Regions from separate parts of the Sus scrofa genome. Here region 1 is linked to region 2. The links are chromatin contacts, called in public Hi-C maps. All regions are on one chromosome and are shown on one strand. Each heading gives the region's core, a stretch centred on a gene start, on an enhancer-like site or on the middle of the called end of the contact. The rest is flanking DNA. Distances are from core to core; before and after follow the strand shown. Region 1 overlaps SYNGAP1 (ras/Rap GTPase-activating protein SynGAP). Region 2 holds the start of WDR46 (WD repeat-containing protein 46).

Region 1 (6,336 bases), core at 3,426-5,925, 82 kb after region 2:
GTTGATAGCTGGTGAATGATTGGGGTTTTCAGAGGGACATGGAATGTGTAAAGGGCACGGAAGATGTGCAGGGAACATAGTCTTTGGGGCCTTGGGGGCCTGGGTCCGAGATGGTCTGTGCAGAGGCTGTGGACTCTCAGCCCAGGAGAGGTCGCCTGGACCTTTGAGGGCCATTGGCATCCGCGGCTCCTCCTCTGCTGGGTGGAGCCGCTGCCCCTCAGTCCCTCCGCGGTTTTGATGGGGGGTCCTGCTCCGGGGGCGATGGTGGGAGGCCCGCTTGGTTTGGGGGGTCCCCTCGCCCCCCCCCGTCTCTCTCGCGCTGTCTCCGGGCGACGGGGCTCGTGACAGAGGCGGCCACGGCAGCAGCGGTCGCCTAGCAACGGCGGCGGGGCCCGGGCAACGGCGGCAGCGGCGGGAGCGGCGGCGGAGGGAGCCGTTCCCGCGGCCGTCACCGCGCGGCCGTCCCGGCCGTCCCGGGCCCCGCCGCCGCCGCCGCCGCTGCCGCCGCCGCCGCCGCCGCCGCCCCCACGAAGCCGGGCGGCGCGAGCCGGGCCGCGCCGCCCCCTCTCCCGCCGCACCCCGCCCCTCCCCCGCGCAGGGGCGGGGCCCCTCCCCCCACCGGGGACACCCCCCCCGACCCTCCCGGGGGGGGCGGTGCGAGGTAAGGGCGGGGCCGGGCGTTTGTGGAGCGTGTGTGTGTGTCGGGGGGGCGCCGCGCTCGTGGGGGCGGGGGTGCGCGTGTGCGTGGGCACGGGGGAGGGGGTGGGGAGGCCGCGGTGGTGGCGGCGGCGGCGGCGGCGGCGGCGGCAGCGGCAGCTGCTCCCTCCGCATGTTCTCGCTGCATCTTCCGAGTGGGGGGAGTTATGGTAACTGGAGGGGGGCAACGGAGGTCGGGGGGCAGGGGACCGGCCTCGTGGGGCCAGAGTCTCGTGCGCCGCGCGGGGGCGGCTGGTGTGGGGTGGTCTTGGAGCCTCTCGGTGGAGGTGGCAGCCTGGGTATCGGCATGTGTGTTTGTGTCCAGGCTCGTCCCCTGTGTGTCGGTGCCATGTGCACGCGGGGCCCGGTTCCTCCTGCACAAGGTGCAAGCCTGTCCTATCCTGCCTCTGCCTGATCTTGCCTAGGGGGCTGCTGGGCTGGCCCTTGGCTTGTGGGGCAGTCCTCTGTGGTACTGGTACCTGTGACCTGTGACCTGTGACCCTGGGAATGCGTGTCCTTTGCCCTGGCTTACCTCCTCCCAATCTCCTGTGTGTGGGGCTGTGGGGCTGCATGAGAAGGATTTTCTGTGTCCCTGGCGGCAGGTGTGTGTCTTTGCATGTGTGTTCCATCATTGGCCTGGGTATCTGTGTCAATCCTAGCATGGGTATCCAGGGCGTGTCTGGACGTGGGTGGTATGCAGGTGCGGGGAGAGAGAGTAAGGGTGTGAGTGTGTGTTCTTTGGTATCTTGTCATACATAGACATCTTTGGGCCGCAGGGCAGGTGTGAGCCCTTGCCCGGTTAGGGAAGGGACAGAAAAGCTGAAAAGGGAAAGAGTGGGGTCAGGAGGAAAAGTGAGGAGTTGGGGAGAGGAGGAAGGTGAGAAGAGAGCCAGGGAGAAAGAAGAGGTGGATCCTGGGGTTGTGGGGGATCTTGAAGCCAGATTTAGAAGAGAGGATAAGAGGGTTTAAGATTGGGAACTAGATGGAGATGGGGGAGAAGGGGCCCCAGAAGCTGGGGTGGGGATGCTGAGGAGAGAGACAGGCCTTCGAGAAGGTGGGCTCCGAGAGAAGAAAGGGGCCACTTGGGAGACAGCATGGGATTCGCGTAGGCCTGGATCAGGGGAGGCCATGGTAGAGGCTGGCTCAGGGGGAGGCCTGTCACGGTGGGAAGTGTCATTAGAGGTTCCAGTTCCCAATGCAGAGTTTTGCCCCCCATCTCTCTGCTCTCTGACCAACTCTGTTCCTCACGCTGCTTGGGCAGCCTCCCTCTGTGGCTTCCCCTGAGAGCTGCCAGCTGTGTGTGACAGAGAAGAAAGGCCAAAGGGAAGGTTGGGAATTTGGGGGATTGAAGGGTGAGGGGGTTCTGGGGGTGATGGCAAGATTAAGAGGTTGGAGAGGCGGGAGTTCCAGCCCTTGCTCTGTGTGTGTGTGTGTGCAATTGTGTGTATATACAGGGTGTGTACGTGTGTGGGTGTGTGCACAATGCCTGTGTTACGGGTCTGTGTAGGTGGCTGTTATGCGTGTGCACTCGTGTACACATCGTGCAGTGACGGGACATGGAGACCCAGGATCGCGGTGTGTGCTTCTCAGGTTTGCTCTGTGTGTGGACAGAGGCGCGGGCTGTGTTTTCTTTACATGTCACTGCATGCAGCACTAATAACAGGATGTCCTGTGTTTCTGCCTCTTTTTCCTCTGTTTCTGCTCTTTTTCCTCATTGTAACAGTGAGAGTCTTTGTAAGCATTTGTGTATGTGGCCTCTTCCTGTGACTTACATGTGAGTTCATGGACCTTAGTGCCTGGTTATATGTGTAAGGTTATATTACTTCCAAGAATCAAGCAAACCAATTAGCAAATTCATTTTTCTTCTATTAATTTCTCAGTTCTAAAGCAAGATTTTAGTGGATTTGAAGTTAGACTTTATGTCTTTATTGTAAAAGCTTACCTATGAAAATAATGGCTGAGCTCCTTTCCACAGAGTGAGAATGAGGCAGCCATATCTGAGAAATGCAGAGATTAAGAAAAAGACATCCTGATCCCTTAGATGCATTGCTGAGTGTGTAACAGAAGGATAATTAGTGCATTTGTCCCCCATTTTCCCTTCATTGTGGGCACAGTCACAGGTTCCTGCATTGGAGTACGGGAAGGGCTGAGGGAGAAGGACTTGTCCTGAGACACTGGTTGTGGTTTTTGTGTGAATGAAAGACATTTGTGGTTTTGGGGATCCGGGGTACCTTGATGGGGTCAGGACCATAGTGTACTCAGGCATGTACCTCAGAGATTAGAGTGGCCTCCCCTCTCTGGGTGCCATGTGTGTGTCTCTGGGCTCAGTGTCCCTTTCTGTAACATGCTGCCCAGTGATTGCCTAAGAGATTCGGGCCGCAGGTCCACACCAGCAGCTCTCATGTGGGTGTCTGGGCTCAAAATGTACTCCCCTGTGGCAGTGCGCACATATGTCTAAGCATGTATCCCATGCAGTGTGTGGGCCACGGGGTCTCAGAACGTGGACCGTGGGGGCCCATGCTCACAGTTGTCTGTATGTCTCATAAGCACCATGTCGTGGCTCTCATGCACACATACCACCGAAGCTCAGTGTGTGTTTCTGGCTCTACACATGTGTTCTTGAGGGGCTCCTGTGTCATGGGGCCCACAGTTCTGCATGTGGACCTCCTAGCTCCTGGGTTTTAGAGGCCTAGGGAAGCTGGGGACTGATTCTAGGGCAATTTGCTGTTCTGGAAGCAGTCAGTGATCATGTAGCTGTGGCCCTCCCTTGCTCTGGAAACTAAAGGGTTAACAGGCAGCTCTTCCGGTTCCCCCACCCCAGCCTGTAGCTTCTCGTTGCCTTGGAGATGGTAGCCCCGCCCCTGATGCAGCACCTGCCCCCCCATTGGCTGCAGTGGTGACTGTGGGGCTGAGGGGGAGCCCAGGCCTGGGCAGCCATTCTGAAGCTGGAGCCGGAGCGTGGCATCCCCCCACTTCCATGCTCCTCTAGCCCCCAGCTCCTCTAGCCCCCCTTCCCCCCTAAATCCCCTGGCAGCATAGCTTCCGCTCCCCTTCTCCTCCTCCCGGCGGCCATCCCCTAGGCCCTGGGCAGGCAGGCCGGGCTCCAGGGGCCTTCATCGCCCCCCCTCCCCCCCCACCTTCACCTGGGAGTCCCCGGAGCCCCCACTACCTGTCCTCCCCACTCCCTGCCCACTCCCCTGCATTCTTATCTGTCCCCTTCCCCCCCTTCCCTTCAGAGCCCCTGCCACTGCAGTGCACGTGGAGCCAGCCCTTCTCCCCTCCCCCCAGCCCCTTCCTTGAATTTTCTGTCCCTGGCTTCCGCTTCCACTCCTCACTGGTCCCTTCTCAGACTTGCCCCTCCAACCCAGGGAGGGGGTCATGGGAGGCAGCCCTGGCCCTCCAGACTGACAGGGGTTCCAGAAGCGGGGACAGGTGGAAGGAGTGCCCACCGAGGGAGGAGGAGAGCCTGCCTCTGGTCAATGACCTTTAACCTACCCCCCCCAGCTGGCCCTTTCCTGGGGGGTGGGCACTAAGGACCTAGAACTGGTGGCTCTCCGGTGTCCTTTATGCCTGGAGTTTTAGTGCTCCTCTCAGCCATGACCCTTTGCTGACGGCTAGCCCCAGCCCCAGCCATGGGCCTAAGGCCTCCCACCCCGTCCCCCTCCGGGGGCTCCGGCTCGGGTTCCTTGCCCCCTCCTTCCCGCCGCCAGCCTCTCCGCCGCCGCTGCTCTTCCTGCTGCTTTCCGGGGGGTAGGTGAGGCTGGAGCTGAGGCACAGGGGGAGGTGGGCGCATGTCCGTGCGGGCCGGGGCTGGAAACCTGGGCTAACAGCGCCCCCTCCCCAACCCCCCCCCCAGAATACCACTTGGGTCGCTCGAGGAGGAAGAGCGTCCCAGGGGGGAAGCAGTACAGCATGGAGGCCGCCCCCGCCGCACCCTTCCGGCCCTCGGTGAGTGAAGGTGCCTGCCAGATGTGGCTCAGCTGGGTCCCCTCCCCTCCAGCCGCAGCTGGAGCCTAGGGATTTTGAGCCGGGGCAGGAGGGGGAGAGAGAGAGTGTATGAGAGCGTGTGTCCCCACCTCTTTGGTTTCCCCCTCCTTGGCCCTGCCCCCCCCCAGACCAGCCCTCCCACCTTCTCCTGGCTGGTGTGTGTGTGTGTGTGTGTGTGTGTGTGTGTGTGTGCGTGCGTGCGCGTGTGTGCGCGCGCTCGTGCGCACACACCCTTGGGAGCAAAGGAAGACAAATTGGTAGCAAGGCTCTTGTCCCCCTTTCCTCGTCTCTGGAGACTTTCCTTTTCCCCATTCCATCTTCGCCCAGGGACTCTAGCAACTGAGGGGTGACCCTGTCCCAATCCACCCCTCTCCCCTTTTCTCCCCCTCCTAGCAAGGCTTCCTGAGCCGGAGGCTAAAAAGCTCTATCAAACGCACGAAGTCACAACCCAAACTTGACCGGACCAGCAGCTTTCGACAGATCCTGCCTCGCTTTCGAAGTGCTGACCATGACCGGTGAGGAGCTGGATCCCATGGAGTTGGTTGCAGGGGAGCTGGAGTGAGATTGGTGGACAGGGGTTATCTGAGGGCATAGCGAAGGCTTCAGATGGACTGAGAGGTGTTACGAGAGGTGCTGGGGGCAGGGGCCACGGGTTGGGGGGGGGCAGGGTGCAGGCAGGAAGGGATGAAGGGGAAGCCAAAGGCCTCTTCTGGCCCACGAGGTGGGCTCCTGCCCAGGATGGAAGGAGGGGACAGCAAAGGAACCTGGTTTGGTAGGAGGGAGCGGTGTGGTCGAGGCAGAGGGAAGGACAGCAGGTTGGGGTGCGGAGGGCAGGTGTTAATGGAGCAGGACCGGGAAGGGGAGGCAGCACAGGTGTGAGCTTGCCAGCCCTGGTGGAGGGAGGCGGGTACCCTCAGAGAAGTCCAGAGGGCACTGTCTCCAAGGCTGGGCCTCTGTGGTCTGCTTCTTGGGGTCCCTCTTTGGGTCCCCCTCCACCAGGGCCTCCCCAGGGAGAACCTCATCCTTTGTTTCCCCTGGGACTGGGCAGGTAGGGAGGTTGGGGTCGGTGAGTCACCCGTCCCCTCCCCCTCCTGGCACCGAGCTGGGTTGGGGCCGGCGTCGGGGGGTGAGGGCCTGGTATTCCTGGCCGCGGGGGCGGGGGGCCGGGGGAGCGTGGCGCTGACGGCAACAGAGCCCGATGATGACGGGGCTGCTATAAATAGCCTCACGGAGGCTCCCACACCCGAGCTCCCCCTCCCGCTTGCTTTCCTCTGCTCTTACTCTTCATCCCCTGGCCTCCTCCTTGCCGCTCACTAGCCTGTGGCCTGTACCCTGCCCTCTTGCCCCCACCTGCCTCCTGGGGTCTTTCTGCCCAGACCTTCCCCCCTCTTCTTCTCCTTCTGCCCTGCCTGTCTCCATGCCCCAGTCCCCGTTTTCAGCCCATTGTCTCCATCCTCAGTCTTCTGCCCACAGCCTTCTCCTGTTTCCTGGGATTTTTCCCTCATTCTCTCCCTTGATTCTGCCAAAACTTGTCGTCTTGGCTCACTCATTCTTTGATCCACAAAGTGCTTGTTAGGCACTGCCTGCGTGCCAGGCCCAGACAGACGTCTGTCTCTGTGCTTCTTGTGCTTTACTTCCCTCTTGTACTGAGGC
Region 2 (5,765 bases), core at 740-3,239:
TCACTCAGTCGGGGATGGGCTGTCTCACCACCCACCGCCGCCGCCATCACCACCACCACCACCAGAGCCCACGGACCGGATGTCCCGCACCGCCTCCATGACGTTGATCTCGCACATAAGCTTCTTTGTCACCCAGTCGAGGGCGGCCACATGACCCCGTCGCCCTCCCAAAGCCAGGTGCCTGTTGGAGGTGGAGGACAGGCAGGGTGTCAGTACAGGGAGCACCCTGCCTCTGAGGTCTGCCCTCACCAGCTTCCCTCCACGCTCACCCTCACACGCGAGCAGGTCACAAGAGTCTCCCACATCAACAGCCCAAATGTACGCTCATGTATGTACACATAGGTATATACACACCCAAACATGCACACAACGCGTCAGGGGTGGGCAAGGCTGCAGCAATGAAGGAGACTCAACCACACCCTAGTTCAAATCACTGGAAGTCAACCTTACCTCCCTGTTCGAGAGTAATTCAGCCTGTAGGGTCCAAACTGCCTCAAGTTCAAGTCAAAGTGCTGGAAAAGGGAATAGCGGAGAAAAAAAGAAAGAAAAAAATTGGGTCCCTTCAGTAATATTTTCTTCTAGCCCCACTTCCATCCTGCTCTGCACCCCAGTCAGCCCGCTGGATCCTTTTACACCCTCAGGCTCACCTTGGCTGCACTTGCAATATCCACAGCCTCTGCGATGTCAGCCTGGCGTATCCTTGCTGTGTCCTCCCCATCCTCACCTTCCAGAAACCTGCCAGTGAATGTCAGGGTTGCATTCAGCTTTCCGATGTGAAGTCAGTGTATCAACATAAAAGTGAGAAATGAGAGCCTCATAAACCAGGAGCTGGGGAGGCCCACATTACGGTCCACTTACCCAGGTTCCTCAGCCAGCAGCAGCTCAGAACGAGCAGCTTTGACGCTTATTTCCTCTTCCTCAGCTTCAGCAGCATCAAGCCGGCTTTGGGCTTTGGACTTGGAACGGGGCAGCTACAATCATTGGTGGGAGAGGAATGGGCGAGTATGGGGGTTACAGGAGAGCCACCTGACCGCGCCTCCATCCAGCTCACCCAGACACTCCCTGCCTGCAACTCCTCCCCACTCTCCGACCGGTTCTCACCTTTTTGGATTTGTCGATGCGACGGAACTTTCGAACTACCTCCACAGGGACAGGGGCGGGGCCTGCAAACGGGTCCTGGGCCTGGGACAGGAATGGGGCAATTAGTAAACAGGCTCGGGTTGATCCCAACTCTCGTACCCTCAAAGCACGAGGAGACTTGCCTCGCCACCGTATAAGGTCCCAGGCTCACCCCAGACAAGCTCCGCTGAGGGCCTGGACTCCTCCATTCTTGGGATTTCTTTGGGACCTGGGGCTTCTTGGGGAACCGAGACTTCTTTTGGATGGGAGCGTTCTTTGGCTTCTGAGGGCGGGCCTCTCGATTCTTCTTCTGTTTACGAGGGGGACCCGGAGAGGCTCCGGCAGCTGTCGGAGCGGTCTCTTCCTCCCAGTATCGCCGAGGTTTCTGCTGGCAGATCAGGACCCCTGATATTCCGCTGCCTCCTCCCCGCCCCTCCAACCCCTCAGCCAAAAACTTTCCTTTCAACCCAAGGAGGTCTCTACCTTTCTCTTGGCCTGAAGTCTGTCCTTCTTGGGCGGGACATCACTGCCAGGCTTGGGGGCTGTCTCCATCAAGCCCACCCGAACCGCGACACACGTGCAAACTCCTCTCAGCTGTCCCACAGTCGGATTGAAAACTCCCGGAAGTCTTCCGGCCCTCATCCAATCAGCTCCGCCCCAGGTTCGAAGCCCTCGAGGCGCCATCTTGGGTGAGGGCGCTCTCTCCAGTGAGGTGGGGGGCAGACCTTGGCCCCGCCCCCGTGAGGCAGTTTATGCTTGAGTAATGAAAGAGAGGTGGTCCGGAGCCAGGACTCAAGTTGACTGTGCAGTTCCTTTTTCCAGCTTCGTTTCCGCATGTTGCCTAGAACGTTCCGAGTCCAGCCTTTTAGAAAAACGCCACTCGTCTAACAAGTGAGAACTACAGTTCCCGGCATGCGTCAGACGAGAGCTTCCGGCGCCGTCTCTTCCCAGCATTCTCTGTTTACTTCCGGGTTCACCAACACTGAAAGAAGAACGTGAGTAGATAGAGCAGGCGTTCGGTTGAGGGCTCTGGGGTCTCTTTTCCCCCGCTGCCGCCTAGAGCAGGGGTGGAGTCGATATCTCGGACGGGGGGAGACTGCGGTGCCCCGAGGGGCTGCTTCTCAAGAGGGCTGTCATTTCCGCAGGCCGGAAAGGGGAGCTCGGGTACCTTCCAGAGTGTGCAACCCAGCGCCCCTCTCCCTCTTCCCGCGGAGTTTCGTCCTCGCCATGGCTGAGCTGATCCAGAAGAAGCTACAGGGAGAAGTGGAGAAATATCAACAGCTACAGAAGGGTAGGGGAACGGGGTTGTCCCGGTTCTCTCACTACCCGAAGCCTTACAAGATGCGTCCTGCCCCTCTCCATCCCACCCGTGCCCCTTCCCCACCTCCATGGTGTTCCCGTCCTTGTCGCTCCATTTCTCACCAGGACGGTAGGGATTGGGTGGCATATCTGATGTCTTTAATCAAGTCTTCCCTCCCACCCGCCAGACTTGAGTAAGTCCATGTCAGGGAGGCAGAAACTAGAAGCACAACTAACAGAAAATAATATCGTGAAGGAGGTGAGAGCACAGGATTTGTGGGGCGAGGAGGGAACTTGTCCTGGCAATGTTTCTGATCACAGATGTCCTGCCCCTCCATCAGGAACTGGCCCTGCTGGATGGATCCAACGTGGTCTTTAAACTTCTGGGTCCCGTGCTGGTCAAACAGGAGCTGGGAGAGGCTCGAGCCACAGTGGGGAAAAGGCTGGACTACATCACAGCTGAAATGTGAGTCTTTGTTCCAGCACCTTCTGACAGACATGCCACGGTGGAAGACGTGTTGAGAAAGCCTTGTAGAGTAGCTTCCAGAGCTGTTCCCACCACCACCACCACCCAGTTCCTCCAGCCGCTTTCCTTTTAACCCCTCTTCTCCTCCCTCCCTTGGATCTCACGTTCCCCACCAATCTCCTTCCTGCCTTCAGCATCCTCAGCAGTAAGTCTCATTAAGACCTCACCGTTTTTGGTGTTCTGTCTTCCTCAGTAAGCGATACGAATCCCAACTCCGGGAACTGGAGCGCCAGTCAGAGCAACAGAGGGAGACCCTGGCTCAGCTGCAGCAGGAGTTCCAGCGGGCCCAGGCAGCCAAGGCAGGGGCTCCTGGGAAGGCCTGACCCTGTGGAGGGGGGAGGGAGGGGGTGGGAATGAGGCAGCTCAAGGGTCTCTACTGTAGTGAATAAAATGTGAAAACACCTGGCTGTTTTCTCACCAGCCACTTCTGTTGTAATCATCTCCACCTTTTCCCCTGGTCCCTTCTCCCCTTATATGTTTATCGCTTCTGTGACTCCCTCAGGTCCAGACTCTTGCAACTGGGCACTCTGAGGCCGAGTAAGCCTTCTTTATTGAGACTGAAATATGAAATATCTCAAATCTCATTTTTCCTGTATATGCAGCCCTTAGGTCTCCATTATCCTGGTTGGAAACATGAGAAGGGCATTTGCAATGCAGTGGTTTTGGGTAAAGTGAGTTTAATTGAACTCAGAATTTTCTAAGCTGTGACCCCAGAATGAAACATGGGGACCCTCCCTGCTGATTTCCCATCATCTTCAAAATAGCCCTGGCATCCCTCTAATTCGTTTTAGTCTTTTTTTCTTAGAATTTGCTTGAATGTAGCTTAAACTGATTTAAAATCTCAACACCTAACGCTCTGATATCATACGTCCTCCATGTTTATACGTTGTCCACAATGTTGTTCTTCCGTTTCTTTGTCCTCAAATTGTTTCTTACACATTCACAGGTGTGGGGGTTTTTGCACGGATCACTTTAATCAGGTGGCTAGAACTTGACAAGGTTTTGTAACAGCTGAGGAGAAAAGTTTAAGAGCAAATAAAGGGATGGAGAGGTTGCCAGGGAGGCAGAAACCATACTGAGGAGACCATCTCCAGCAGCTCCTCGCTTTCAGCTCTTCATGGACGGAAAACACAGCCCCTCTTATTCCACAGTATCCACTCTCAGCCTGCCCCCCTGCCCCCGCCCCCGCAGCATCAGTGGCCCACGCTGCAAGGAATAGAATTCAGGTAGTGTTTTGGTTTATTAGTGTTGTCACAGTGACAGGAATCCCTAGAGCAGGAAAAGGAACTCCTACTTGCCATTCCCTTTGCCTGGGGCTCAGAGCCTCTAGGCTTTTCCCTTCTCCCACTTCTAGGCCCTTCTTGGGCCTGGGCATGCGAGGGTGTGGCCAGGTGTCAGGAACCAGCTGTGTGCCACACTTTTGGAAATCGGGAAGAGCTACACACAGGTTGTCCACCTTGGGATCCGAGGTGACCAGTCCCACAGGCTGGGTCTTGGCTGCCTGGTAACCTGGCAGCACTTCACTGCCCCAGGGTAGTTGGCCGCCTTGCTGGATTTTCTCCCAACGTAGCGCCCCCGTCTGGTATGGCCGCAGTGAGTTCTGTGAGCCGAGGCTCTCCCCTCAGAACAGTGCCCGGGCAATCTTCCTCCCCGTGGCTTTGATCCTGGGGAAGGAGCCCCCTCCCCCCGCGCTCGGGGGCGTCCCCGAGGCAGAGGGGCCCAGCGTAGCAGTAGAGGGCCTGCGCCGCTGCCGCAGGAGGAAATCGTGGGACGCACCATCCATGGCGTAGAAGACGTTGGCCGAGGCGGGGATGGTCAGCTCTGGAGGTTCCAAAAGGGGTGTCAGGCACAGCCCCGGGAAGGGATGGGGGGGTGAGGAAGCACCCCACCACAGCACCGCTCCCCTGCCCCCAGCCTCTGACCTCGCTCCCCTGGTAGCAGCTGCACCAGCTCATACTCTGAAGCCACTGCAGAATCACGATTGTTTTTCTTAAGGACACGACTGATGACACTTGGAGCTTTGTCCTGGCTTGTTACCTGGCAGGACAGCAGACCAAAAGGGCAGTAAATTGGCCATGATGACCTTTGCTTTCCATCTTCCCAACCATAGCCAGCGATCCCAACCAGAAAAGGCTACCTGTCCAAGCCCTTCGAGTAAACAGGACAGCCCTCTGTGGTGGCCCCTGTGCTGCACCTGCCAGCCCACATGCTTTCAGGGCTGTTCCCTGTGCAGAGATTGCTGTTGGCTCTGAAAACCTAACAGCCTCTGGAAGCTCAGGTGCAGCAGCTAATGCAAAGTAACCTTCTGAATAAAACATGGCCGCTAAAACCAAGGGTCAGTGAAAACCAAAACCTTCCTCCCGCTTGGTTCTTGAAACCACAGGGCACCATCCCTCACCCTCGCCCCCACCCCCAGCCTGCAGCTCCCTCACCAAGATGCTCTTGTAGACACTGCCGTCTTCCCCCAGCTCCATCTGGACGCGGATGATCCGGCAATCAGACGCCCCTGGCCCAGACCCACATCCAGCCCCCCTGGAGGCCCCATCTGCTCCCCCACTGAGTGGGGAGCCACACGAGGCTGATCGGCGGTGACCTCGAGAAGGCTTCGGGGAGGAAGTGGGGGGTGAGAGGTGGCTGGGGTTAACCGGACTCTGTAGGGTAGGGGTGCCGTCCAGGGCAGAGTCCAGGGACGAGACAGACGGCCACTTCATGTGCTGGGGACAGACAACATGGGGGGGGGCTGGCATGAAGGTGGGGAGGGCAAGGAAAGACCCCCAAAGTCAGGGTCAGTGTAGAGGTCAAGGGCCAGGAACAGGGCTCA

Evidence for each region. Hi-C and Micro-C count contacts between places; a contact is called where the count stands out from the background.
Region 1: a Hi-C map of epiblast stem cells shows a contact between it and region 2, with 2.0 times the contacts expected there. The contact joins the enhancer-like site here to the promoter of WDR46 in region 2. A contact is called at or near these places in 7 of 47 Hi-C or Micro-C datasets (epiblast stem cells, heart right ventricle, liver and 3 more) and 1 of 2 datasets of contacts at active chromatin or transcription factors (skeletal muscle).

What each region holds. Positions count from the first base shown.
Region 1 is chr7:29,730,691-29,737,026 of Sscrofa11.1, forward strand. It overlaps SYNGAP1 (ras/Rap GTPase-activating protein SynGAP), which reads left to right. Exons shown (of 21, transcript XM_003128342.5): 4 at 4,553-4,644; 5 at 5,077-5,198. Among named protein-coding and RNA genes, the nearest start is that of SYNGAP1, 10 kb to the left of the region's middle. Within about 2 kb of position 4,676, at least 37 of the 83 cell types and tissues checked have an H3K27ac peak or open chromatin away from gene starts, as enhancers often do. A contact at or near this core is called in epiblast stem cells, retroperitoneal adipose tissue and subcutaneous adipose tissue, where this site is marked.
Region 2 is chr7:29,651,578-29,657,342 of Sscrofa11.1, forward strand. It overlaps WDR46 (WD repeat-containing protein 46), which reads right to left and starts at 1,990. Exons shown (of 15, transcript XM_005665882.3): 1 at 1,603-1,990; 2 at 1,292-1,507; 3 at 1,102-1,182; 4 at 859-971; 5 at 648-735; 6 at 451-512; 7 at 77-181. The coding sequence starts at 1,803. PFDN6 (prefoldin subunit 6) reads left to right here and starts at 2,102. Exons shown (of 5, transcript NM_001185179.1): 1 at 2,102-2,114; 2 at 2,265-2,410; 3 at 2,607-2,677; 4 at 2,760-2,884; 5 at 3,138-3,368. The coding sequence starts at 2,347. The coding sequence ends at 3,267. RGL2 (ral guanine nucleotide dissociation stimulator like 2) reads right to left here. Exons shown (of 19, transcript NM_001184893.1): 17 at 5,377-5,658; 18 at 4,867-4,981; 19 at 3,953-4,765. The coding sequence ends at 4,566.